Linked DNA regions of Mus musculus: regions 2 and 3 are each linked to region 1. The links are chromatin contacts, called in public HiChIP or PLAC-seq maps. All regions are on one chromosome and are shown on one strand. Each heading gives the region's core, a stretch centred on a gene start, on an enhancer-like site or on the middle of the called end of the contact. The rest is flanking DNA. Distances are from core to core; before and after follow the strand shown.

Region 1 (3,306 bases), core at 419-2,918:
TTAACAATGGCAGAAGATGAGACAATGGTTCTTGCTAATCCACATATGACATAGCATGAACATTGGGGTAGGGGAAGGGAGAAGAGTCTAATTCTCTCTTTCCTCCTTTCTTTTCTGTTCTCTTTCCCTCTCTTCCTCCTTCCTTCTAGTCCATTTGAAAAAGAGACGAGAAGGGAAGAAGAATTTATCAGATTAATAAGCAGATAATCACAAATTAGCAGTCAAGTGTTATGGAAGTTGAAATGATGCCGCAGATTTGAAGCAGTGTGTCAGAAACATAATAACCAAGGCTGATCTATAGACAAATGTTTAAAAACAAAACAAAACAAAATCAAGACGTTTCTTAAATTACAAGTTAGGACGGGGGATAAAGTGTAGCGGTTGTCTACTATACACAAAGCCCTAGATTTCATCAGCCCCAACAGCCCCGCCCACACCGACACAGAGATCAGACAATTGCTCACATTTATTGCCGGCAGAGACGATTTAGACATTTGCCACATGGGGGCGCTTGATACCATCAGGTCATGAAGGAGAGCTTCCTGCTAGACCAAGTTGCTGAATGGCTCCTCCTCACCCTATTCACTCTATGTCACAACAAGGGCTCAGAGGAATACACAGCTCCACCCCGGAAGACCTAAAAGTACAGCAAACAACGTAGTGAACCCCTTGTGTCAGCTGTCCAGCTTCAACAAGCACCAGCCGCACTGGGTCACCTTTCCTCTTAATGTCTCACTGCTATATTCCCTCTTCTCATTATTGCAGTTAATCTCAGACGTAGACACATGAAGGTCAATGTTTTGGTATGTTTATGACAGTTTGAGAGAAAAAAAAAATGATTACTAGTCAGTCCCGCCACTGTTAAGACGCCCGACTGAATGGGGTGGATAAGCAAGAACATTTTGTAAAGGACTATGATTTCATGCATTGTTATTCTGCCCTCCAAGAAGATACGAATATCGTTATTTAGTTCAAAGGTGAGCGTTGGGGAAGAGTATCTGTGCCGAAGATGGGCTGGGGACTCAGCATCACGTCACACCAAGGATGTGTTTTCCGTGTTCTAGTAGAGTGCTTTCTGCTACCTATACCTAACAGCACTCTGCCATGGCTGGAAGCTACCAAGACCTTCCAATGTCTGCCCTTTTCTTCCTGTGTCCCATGTACTCACCCAATTTCCCAGGCACTAGGTTAATCCCTTCAGATTACTCCCTTCTCAGATGGAGGAAGAGTTTCCATACTCAGGATTCCTGGGGAGAATTAAGCTCCTTATTTAAAAGGTTGTTTTCTCCCATTGCAAGCCATTAGAAAATGTTATCCAGCAACCTTGACGAACTTGTAAATCAACTGATAATAGGTGGGTTGTTGTGACAGTGTACATCATAGTCCTGGCATCCAGGAAGCAATGGCAGAAGGATCTCAAGTTTGAGGTCAGCCTATACAGTGACCTAAATAGCGAGACTTGTTTTGTTTTGTGTGTGGAGGGATGGCTCAGTGGTTAGGGGCACTTGCTGCTTTTACAGAGACCTGAGTTGAATTCCCAGCATCTGTGTGGGGCAGCTCATAACTTCTAGTAACTCCAGCTCTAGGGAATCTAACACCTTCTACCCTCTGCAGCCAACAACACACATGTAGCACATGTAAATAAGAAATATCTTTACGTGTATATACATATATATATATGTGCATATATATATATATATGGTATATGTATATGGTATATGTATGTATATATAGTGGTTGGGATAAGTTTTTGTTTAAAAACTAGGCAATTGTATTTAAATGTGTTCTTAAGTAGATGACTTTGAGTTTGTCTGTGACAATAAGGGATTAAATGAATCCTTGGTGACTTGGGGGAAATGGTTTAACATTATGAGAGAAGGAAATTGGCCAGCCATGAAAACTTAAAAGCATGATAGACTTCAAGGACTGGCCTTATATCAGTCTTCTGGTGAGAAGGACACTTGGCCAGCAGACCTGAATGATGAAGTCCTTTGGCAAGGCAATCCCTGTAACGGTTGAGAACTCCATTGACAACTAAGCTGGGGAACACATTTCATTTAACACTTGTTCACCAAGTCTCCTTTGAATAATTTGGCTTTGTAGGAATGGACTTTTCAACAGGGCGAGAACACGTTGGTCTGGCCAGTATGAACTTTTAGCAGTGTCGAAGCTGATTCTCTCACCACAAACAAATCAGCTGGCTTTCGGGTCATACCTTGGCTTCTGTGTTCCCTTGCCCTGGAGGAGATATTGGTCTCTCTTAGAGGATTCGCTTTCTCCCTGACAGCTTTTGTCCAGTCTGTCATCCAATGAACACACAACCTGTGCTCTTGGTTTGTCTGGTTGCCTGAGGGACGAGTTTTAGGCAGAGAAAACCAACAGAGACATATCTACTCTTGAGAATGAGAACAGAATGCAGAGGTCCTGAGATCTCAGAGAGATTTAGTCTCTGGACACGATGCTCCTAGGCCACTGCACAGGAAACTGAAGATCTCCATGCCTTAAAGGAAGAGTTGGGATTCTTGTACTCCCACCAACGCGCCCCCCCCCCTCAAACCAGTTGGTTCAATTTGGCTAGCGAGCTATCTTATTCTCACTGACAGGAGACCAGGCAGTTCTCAGAAGAACTGTGTCATGTTACCTCCTTCTGTTACATCTTTTAGTGGCTCTTACCTACAGTATCAAGTTCCCTTAACAGAAAAACTGAAAAGCTGATTGCTTCTCCAGCTCAAACATTAGACCTCTGTGTGGCTACAAGGCACACTACTATTGAAGGTGTAAAACGAAAATTGCCACACTGTTTGGGCTTGATGACATACATCTGTAATCTCGACACTTCAGAGTAGAGGCAGGAGGATCAGAAGTTTAAATACAAAAAGAAGAGACCAGGGAACCTGATAGATCCCTGGAAACTTCTAGGTAAAGAGTTGTTTGAGCAAGGCCAATAAGGAAATCTAGGAACAGGTGAGGCAGAGGTAGCCAGAGTCGCTCTCCACAGAGAGCCTGGTTTACCTGCTAGGTGAAAGTCATTGGTTTGATGTGTATCACAATGTTTGAGCACTTGGTCCCCAGCAGGTCCCCAGCAGGTTCTGGGAAGTTCTGGGACAAATTAATATGGGGCCTAACCATTGAACATAGGCGCTTGACAATTATAGTCTGCCCTGCTTCTGGTTTTTTGGTTTTTTTTTTTTTTTCTGTTTCCTGTTGTTACAATCCCTCCACCCAGGACATATCTGTCCCAGCCACTGTTCCTCTTTGCTATGATAGACTGAGCCTCTGACACCATTGGCAAAGCAAATCTTTCTT
Region 2 (3,306 bases), core at 307-2,806, 250 kb after region 1:
AATTACACTTTCTTTAGAAGGTTTCAATACCTGGTCGAGTGTAAGCGCATGGATGGGTATAGGGGCTCATTCTTGGAGTCCTTGGATTGGAAAGGCCAAGGCAAGAAAATCAATAGCTTACTACCAGCCTGGACTACAAAGTCAGTTCCAGATCAGCCTGAGCTACAGAGGCAGAGTTGCCAAAACCAAACCAAACCAAAACAACAAAAACAAAAACAAAACAACCCCCAAACAAAAATAGACAGACAAACAAAGGAATAAAAACAAGGAAGAGAGGGAGATTGGGAAAGCAGATACAATAAACAACAGTTTCTCTTAATCAAATGTCATAAACATTTCAAGACCAAGTTGTATCCTTTAGATTTCATTTTTAATAATTAACAGGTTTGTGAGCATAAATTTCTCAAGGGATGCCTACTTTCAGGTTTTTTGGGAACATTCTTGAGAGAGAGAGAGAAACACATATGGTTTAGAAATTCAAGACAAGCAAAACATTTGTTAAAAACAAACAAAAAAAAAACAAGAAAAACAAGAAGAGAAGAGAATTGAAAAGAAAAGAAAAGAAAAAAGAAAAGAAAAAAGAAAAGTGACCCTGTTTGGCCTTGAACCTAAAACTGCAGATTTCATGTGAATTCAAATAGTCCACATGCCTTTCCTGAAAGTCACAGATAAATTAAATGTGCTGGACATGAATTTCATGTTAAGCATGAAAACAATTTCTCATAAAAACTGGAAGTCCACGTGGCCTTCAAAGAACAATTTGCTCCTATACTCCATGTTATAGCAAGGTGGTCAAGAGTTAACCCTCAATGTCTCAGAATATTAAAACCCTGTCTTCTCTGGAAAAATACTTGCTGACCTGCCTCAGAGCCTCAGCTGATGGCACTCGGAACTGTGGGCCTCACCTGTGCTGAGCTGTGGTGTGTGGAAATGGAAACAGACAGTATTCCTCTGAGGGCATTCTGTTTTGTTCCTCCACAAGAGGATGCAGTAACAATTTAAATGTAGAAGTTTCTGGTTTGACCCCACCCCCTTTAATGGGTGGATTACACAAGGCCTGACAAATTTCAAGGAAGGGGCTTGCATGGATCTGTGCTCAAAGGCTCCTCGGAGACCTCATATGTAGATGAGAAAACCAAATGGAATTCCTGACTCTTGAGCAGCCAGGGACTGATTCTGTCCTGACACAGAGCAGAATTCATCTGGCACCCTACAAGGTTCTTACACTGAACCTCGCTTGAGCTCCACAGGGGCACTGCCTTTGGATCACACCCAGAAGGGCTGACTCCACAGGTCTGGGTGCGGTTGGGTGTCGTGATTTTTCAGTCACTCCCAGTTGACAAGCGTGTGACCCACACCCTGGGAACTTTGGCTTCAGGAAAGCTGTTGGATCCTACTCCCTGAGCACCGCTTTCTCTCTAACTAAACGACACACTTAAAGGAACACAATGTCAAACACTCTTCAACTGTTTCAAGTCAGGAGGGTTAAGGTCAGAGCCTTCCTGTGTGCGCAGCCCTCCCCTCTGCCTGCCTACACAATAAAGATTACAACACCAAGTGAGTGAGTAAGCAGAGCGCATGCTTCCCAGCAGAAGGTAAAAGGGAATGCTCTGAGAGGACAGAAGGCTTGTGTACCAAGAAGCAGTCTGTGGCAGCCTCCCCTGCCCTTTGGACTTCTCCACATGGCTTTCCATCCCCTGAGCTCCACCTGGCTCCTCCTGCTGGACCCTAGTTAGTTACAAGTCATTTACTCTCAGGGACCAGGCCTCTTCTCCCTTCCTCCACTCTCTGGCAGCTACAGCTGGTTGCTCTTCCCAGCCTCTCCCTCGGTTTCCAGGTGGACCTTCACACTCATAAATACCTTCAGGGCAGCCGAGAGGCTGCTGGGTGGGGTGTTCCCTAGGGCTCTCCCTTAGGCTAGGCTCTGGCTCACTCAACCTTCCCATGCCTGGTTGAAGCCAGGTGACAGACAACAAGGGGCTGAACATGGCCAAGCTCTCAAGCCTTGGGATTGAGTTCACAAGAAAATATAAAGCCAGGAAAACAAGGGGCACAGGCTTCTAATCCTATCTTTGCCATTCATCTGCCATCTTAAATGACTCTGGGCAAATATCAGAAGCTATCTAGAAGTGCCTAAGTTTCCCTACCTGTAAGGTAGAAATTAATGTTTTGACCTGATTCTTCTTGAAGCTTCTGAAAACTATCAAATTATCTGTTCCTTAATTCAATACATCTCAAAACATAGACTTATATATATTAACATGCCTGTCATACTATGAATGAAAATATGCCACTGAGATCCAACATATTGAGAAGACAAAACGTACAGGCAAAACTATCCAGTCCAATGTAATCATTAGTATACTGGTTGACTAGCTTGTTACAGTAAACATAGACAAGAAAATATATTAATGTGCCCAGATTAAAGTATAGAGAGCAAAGTCACACCAAGCAATTTATTTATTTATTTTTATTATTATTATTACTTTGGTTTTTCGAGACAGGGTTTCTCTGTATAGCTCTGGCTGTCCTGGAACTCACTCTGTAGCAATTTATAAACTCTGAAGTCAGGCACTTTTCTACATGCACATACTCGAGCGCTTCTGGGCAATCTTGAGAGAGGCAGATGCTATTAGCCTTGGGTCACAAAGGAAAGGTCTCAGACTTTGGGAGGAAGTTGTTCAACCACATGGCTGGAGTATTACAGCGAGGCTTCAGCCACTGTCTTGACATTAGACATGCATCTCCATCTTCTGTCACACTGCCTCTGTCTTAACAACCTGTGAAACCATTCCTGACTCCTCCTAGCCCTTCTCAGACAGACTCAGTCTCCCCGACACTGTCCTTATACTCCTTGCCTCATAGACCTTAGAACAGTGAGGACTACATACATCACTTGTGCCTCAGACACATCTTCTTAATGGGTCAACAATACACGAGATTAGGCTGGGTCAACGAGATAGGCAGAAGCTCAATGGTTAAAGAAAAACCTTCTCATAGTTGACTACCCTCCTTGTGTTCTCAAACCTTATGATAGGTGCTTAGTGAGTGTGCACTAGACCTCAGCAGACAGAGGGTAAAAAACTGACTGGCTATTACCAACTCACTTCGGAAGAACACTTTTGTAAAATGCAATAAAAAAGATTTCCTAGAAACTGGGCAATATGCGAATTCATTGACAGTGAAGCTGCTACAGAGATTACTGATTGTATCTTCCCAATAAGTAATTCTGTACTTATCTTGCTGCCTGCTGGAAGAGTGGGGCGAGGCTGACCTGAAAGCAGCAGGCTAGACCAGCTGGGCTTG
Region 3 (3,306 bases), core at 434-2,933, 170 kb after region 1:
CAGTGTGCTATCTTGCTTGTATGAACAAATGCATATGCAGCATCCATTTAAAATGCATCTAAATGAACGAGGAAAGAAAACTGGAATGCTAAAAACAAACAAAAGCCCACACCAAAATGCAAACAAAAAACAACAACACAGAACCCCTCGCTCGACCTGGTGTACAATAAAAATGAGGTGGGTTCCATATTCAGAAGCTGTTTTCTGCCCAAATGTTCACTATGATGGCCAATGAGAGGAATGACTGCAATGGCAAAGGAGAAGTCTGGTTACTGGACAGACAGCTGCACACAAGGTAGAAGTGAGGAATGTGTCCCGGCCACCATCCGCAAAAGAACCCAGCTGCTAGGAACACTCACTGTGCTGTCCCTCCCTGGGTGTCACCTTCTAGTTCTGACACTCGTCCCTCTCATTAGCATACCTCGGAAGTATGCAATTGCAAGGACATCAGCACAGGAGAAAACAGGCAAGCAGAGACCTGAGGGCTTGCCCAAGGTCCCTCAGAACAGAAGGTGCTGACTACCAACGAGGAATTTACTCTTCAATGTCTCAAATTCTGTGGGCAAGACATCAGTCCTGCATAGCTAGTGCGCTCAGAGGTGACTGGGGATGACAAATGCCCTCACTGTACTGCAGCATGGAGCGACCCCTTCCTTGACCTGGTTGAGACTGGGTGGTTATGGTGTTCCTTCATGAGCACCGGCAGCTCCTGCAGCTGCCCCCTCCCCCCACCCCCACCAAGGAAGAGGAGCAGGCAAGGCACACTGCCCACTTGAATGCTCCAGAGGCAGTCTGCGGCTCCAGCAGTGTGTGCTAGGCAGGACCAAAGTACCCAAAATGAATTCATGTTCTGTCTGAGCTCCTTCAGGGAAAACCTTACAGCAGCCAGGCTAGACCCAGCTTCTAGACATTACACTAGTTAGCCCCGGTTGTTTGAAGCCAGCTCAGGTATTTGCCTTTTCTTCGTTTTTAAAAATGAAGGCATTTTAAAAAATGAAACAAGAAATATGCTGCAAACCCCCACTATACTCATGTGAACCAAACAAAAAGCTACAATTCCTTCCTTCTAAGCTCACTCCAAAGGGCAGCCACTGTCTAGAATCTTTCCTCCACCACACCCTCAGCTGCCTTTTACAAACATACCATATGCATAGATAGGAGTTTTTAAACAAATGCGGTCTATTTGTATACAGTGCTACAAATTGCTGTTTCACATAGCAATACACACACCATGTGCAATCAGCCTTGCTACACAGGTGGCTAGCCTATTTTCCTGATTTTAATTTTGAGATATTTAAAGTCTTTACAAGAAGAGGGGAAAATGGGGAGGGGACGGGCAATGCAACAAAATACTGAGGGTCATTTTGGAAATTAGAAAATTCCTGTAGCTGATTATTTTTCTTCTCAGCTCATCCTGAGGAACACAGGACCGGTTTCACAAAACACAAGGGGGAAGATGAGCAGAACCCAACCACAGGCTAATCTGTCTGGAGAATGACTTCCACTGGCGGGCCAGGCAGGCCAGGAACCAGAGACCAGCATCCAGAAGCGATGCCTGAAGAATTCTAAGGCTCCACGGACAGTGTCCACTCGCCTTGGAGGAGCTGTTCCAGGGCAGGAGCAAGATTCCGGATGCTTCCAGTTCTGGAAGCCCAAGAGCCAGTGGTTTTGTAAACGCAGTTATACTGTTCAAACAGAGCTTTCCTTCCTGACTCACCAGTCTGTTCTTTGTAGCCTCTGCTGGGTCACCTATATCATGTGGCTAACCATGACAGCTACCCTCTGTCCCTGGAGAGGAGAATGCTAATCCTGACTGAAGGGCAAAGACCTACTGCCTAGATCAGAGCTCAGCTTGAAAGAACACTCTGGAGCAATGAGATGGGGAAGGGGCAGAGAAGGGACCAGACAGCTAGAGAGGAAGTGGGGGCGTGATTCCCTCCAATGCTTTCTCAAGATCTGTGAAGTAGCCTCTTGGTGAACATCCACACAAGAGGCACACGTTTTGAGACTCTGCCTCATATGTGGGACAACTTCTCTATATGCACAATGGTGATGAGTTTCTTTAGGCGCCTTGACTGATTTGATCCTCACAAACGTTCTCCAAATACACGCTGTTCCTCCAAATTCTTTCTGTTACATGGATGAAGCCTGTGAGGCATGGGAGGCTAACATGTTTTACCTATGTACATGCATGAAGCCTGTGAGGCATGGGAGGCTAACATGTTTTACCTATGTACATGGATGAAGCCTGTGAGGCATGGGAGGCTAACATGTTGTACCTATGTACATGGATGAAGCCTGTGAGGCATGGGAGGCTAACATGTTGAACCTATGTACATGGATGAAGCCTGTGAGGCATGGGAGGCTAACATGTTGTACCTATGTACATGGATGAAGCCTGTGAGGCATGGGAGGCTAACATGTTTTACCTATGTACATGGATGAAGCCTGTGAGGCATGGGAGGCTAACATGTTGTACCTATGTACATGCATGAAGCCTGTGAGGCATGGGAGGCTAACATGTTGTACCTATGTACATGGATGAAGCCTGTGAGGCATGGGAGGCTAACATGTTGAACCTATGTACATGGATGAAGCCTGTGAGGCATGGGAGGCTAACATGTTGTACCTATGTACATGCATGAAGCCTGTGAGGCATGGGAGGCTAACATGTTGAACCTATGTACATGGATGAAGCCTGTGAGGCATGGGAGGCTAACATGTTGTACCTATGTACATGCATGAAGCCTGTGAGGCATGGGAGGCTAACATGTTGTACCTATGGAGTAGGACAGAGAGGACTGGAAACCAGGGACTTCTGCCTCCAGAGTCTATGTGACTGGCACCATCTTACACAGCCTTCTTAGACTAGCATGTTGTAACAGATCCCCTACCCCTGCCTACACTCACTCATTCACTTAATTTAAAATATATCCTTCTTTAAAGGTCTCAAGGTGCCTGGTTCCAAGATATCAACATAGGAGCTCTCCTGATGATCAAGAATACCTTGCGATTGAGGACAAAGACATTACAATACTTTAAATAGGCAGACAATCTCTTATGATGATAGGGAAAGCCACACAATCAAGACTATAGATAGGACTGGATGGCTTAGCAGTTTAGAGTATGTAGTATGCTTCCATAGGATCTAAGTTTATTCCTAGCATCCATCTTAGGCAGCTCACGTCTCCAGTATGAGGGATCTGGCCTCTGAGGGTACCCATACTTACACACACACATACACACACACACACACACACACACACACACACACAAATTATAAAATAACAAAAGCAACATTTTTAA

What was found. HiChIP or PLAC-seq counts read pairs in DNA pulled down with a chosen protein or histone mark.
Region 2: a FOXA1 HiChIP or PLAC-seq map of pancreatic cancer cells shows a contact between it and region 1. The contact joins the enhancer-like site here to the promoter of A430010J10Rik in region 1. A contact is called at or near these places in 1 of 15 datasets of contacts at CTCF or cohesin (the NIH/3T3 cell line), 8 of 484 Hi-C or Micro-C datasets (the AML12 cell line, Th1 cells, cerebral cortex and 4 more), 7 of 115 datasets of contacts at active chromatin or transcription factors (bone marrow-derived macrophages, embryonic stem cells, fibro-adipogenic progenitors and 1 more) and 1 of 9 other capture datasets (embryonic stem cells).
Region 3: a FOXA1 HiChIP or PLAC-seq map of pancreatic cancer cells shows a contact between it and region 1. The contact joins the enhancer-like site here to the promoter of A430010J10Rik in region 1. A contact is called at or near these places in 2 of 15 datasets of contacts at CTCF or cohesin (CD8 T cells and large pre-B cells), 28 of 484 Hi-C or Micro-C datasets (the 4T1 cell line, the Ba/F3 cell line, CD8 T cells and 23 more), 20 of 115 datasets of contacts at active chromatin or transcription factors (the HPC-7 cell line, the SCID.adh cell line, T-cell acute lymphoblastic leukemia and 13 more) and 2 of 9 other capture datasets (embryonic stem cells and liver).

Annotation. Positions count from the first base shown.
Region 1 is chr6:67,156,163-67,159,468 of GRCm38.p6, reverse strand. A430010J10Rik (a long non-coding RNA gene) reads right to left here and starts at 1,668. Exons shown (of 3, transcript XR_001785271.1): 1 at 1,169-1,668; 2 at 1-637.
Region 2 is chr6:66,909,116-66,912,421 of GRCm38.p6, reverse strand. The region is part of intron 1 of Gng12 (guanine nucleotide binding protein (G protein), gamma 12); the gene reads right to left. All of the region lies in intron 1 of 4930597O21Rik (a long non-coding RNA gene), which reads left to right. Among named protein-coding and RNA genes, the nearest start is that of 4930597O21Rik, 13 kb to the left of the region's middle. Within about 2 kb of position 1,556, at least 158 of the 459 cell types and tissues checked have an H3K27ac peak or open chromatin away from gene starts, as enhancers often do. A contact at or near this core is called in the AML12 cell line, the NIH/3T3 cell line, Th1 cells and 6 more, where this site is marked.
Region 3 is chr6:66,982,723-66,986,028 of GRCm38.p6, reverse strand. All of the region lies in intron 3 of Gng12 (guanine nucleotide binding protein (G protein), gamma 12), which reads right to left. Gm36816 (a long non-coding RNA gene) reads left to right here. Exons shown (of 4, transcript XR_869154.3): 4 at 1,409-1,712. Among named protein-coding and RNA genes, the nearest start is that of Gm36816, 25 kb to the left of the region's middle. Within about 2 kb of position 1,683, at least 24 of the 459 cell types and tissues checked have an H3K27ac peak or open chromatin away from gene starts, as enhancers often do. A contact at or near this core is called in Sertoli cells, pancreatic cancer cells and trophoblast stem cells, where this site is marked.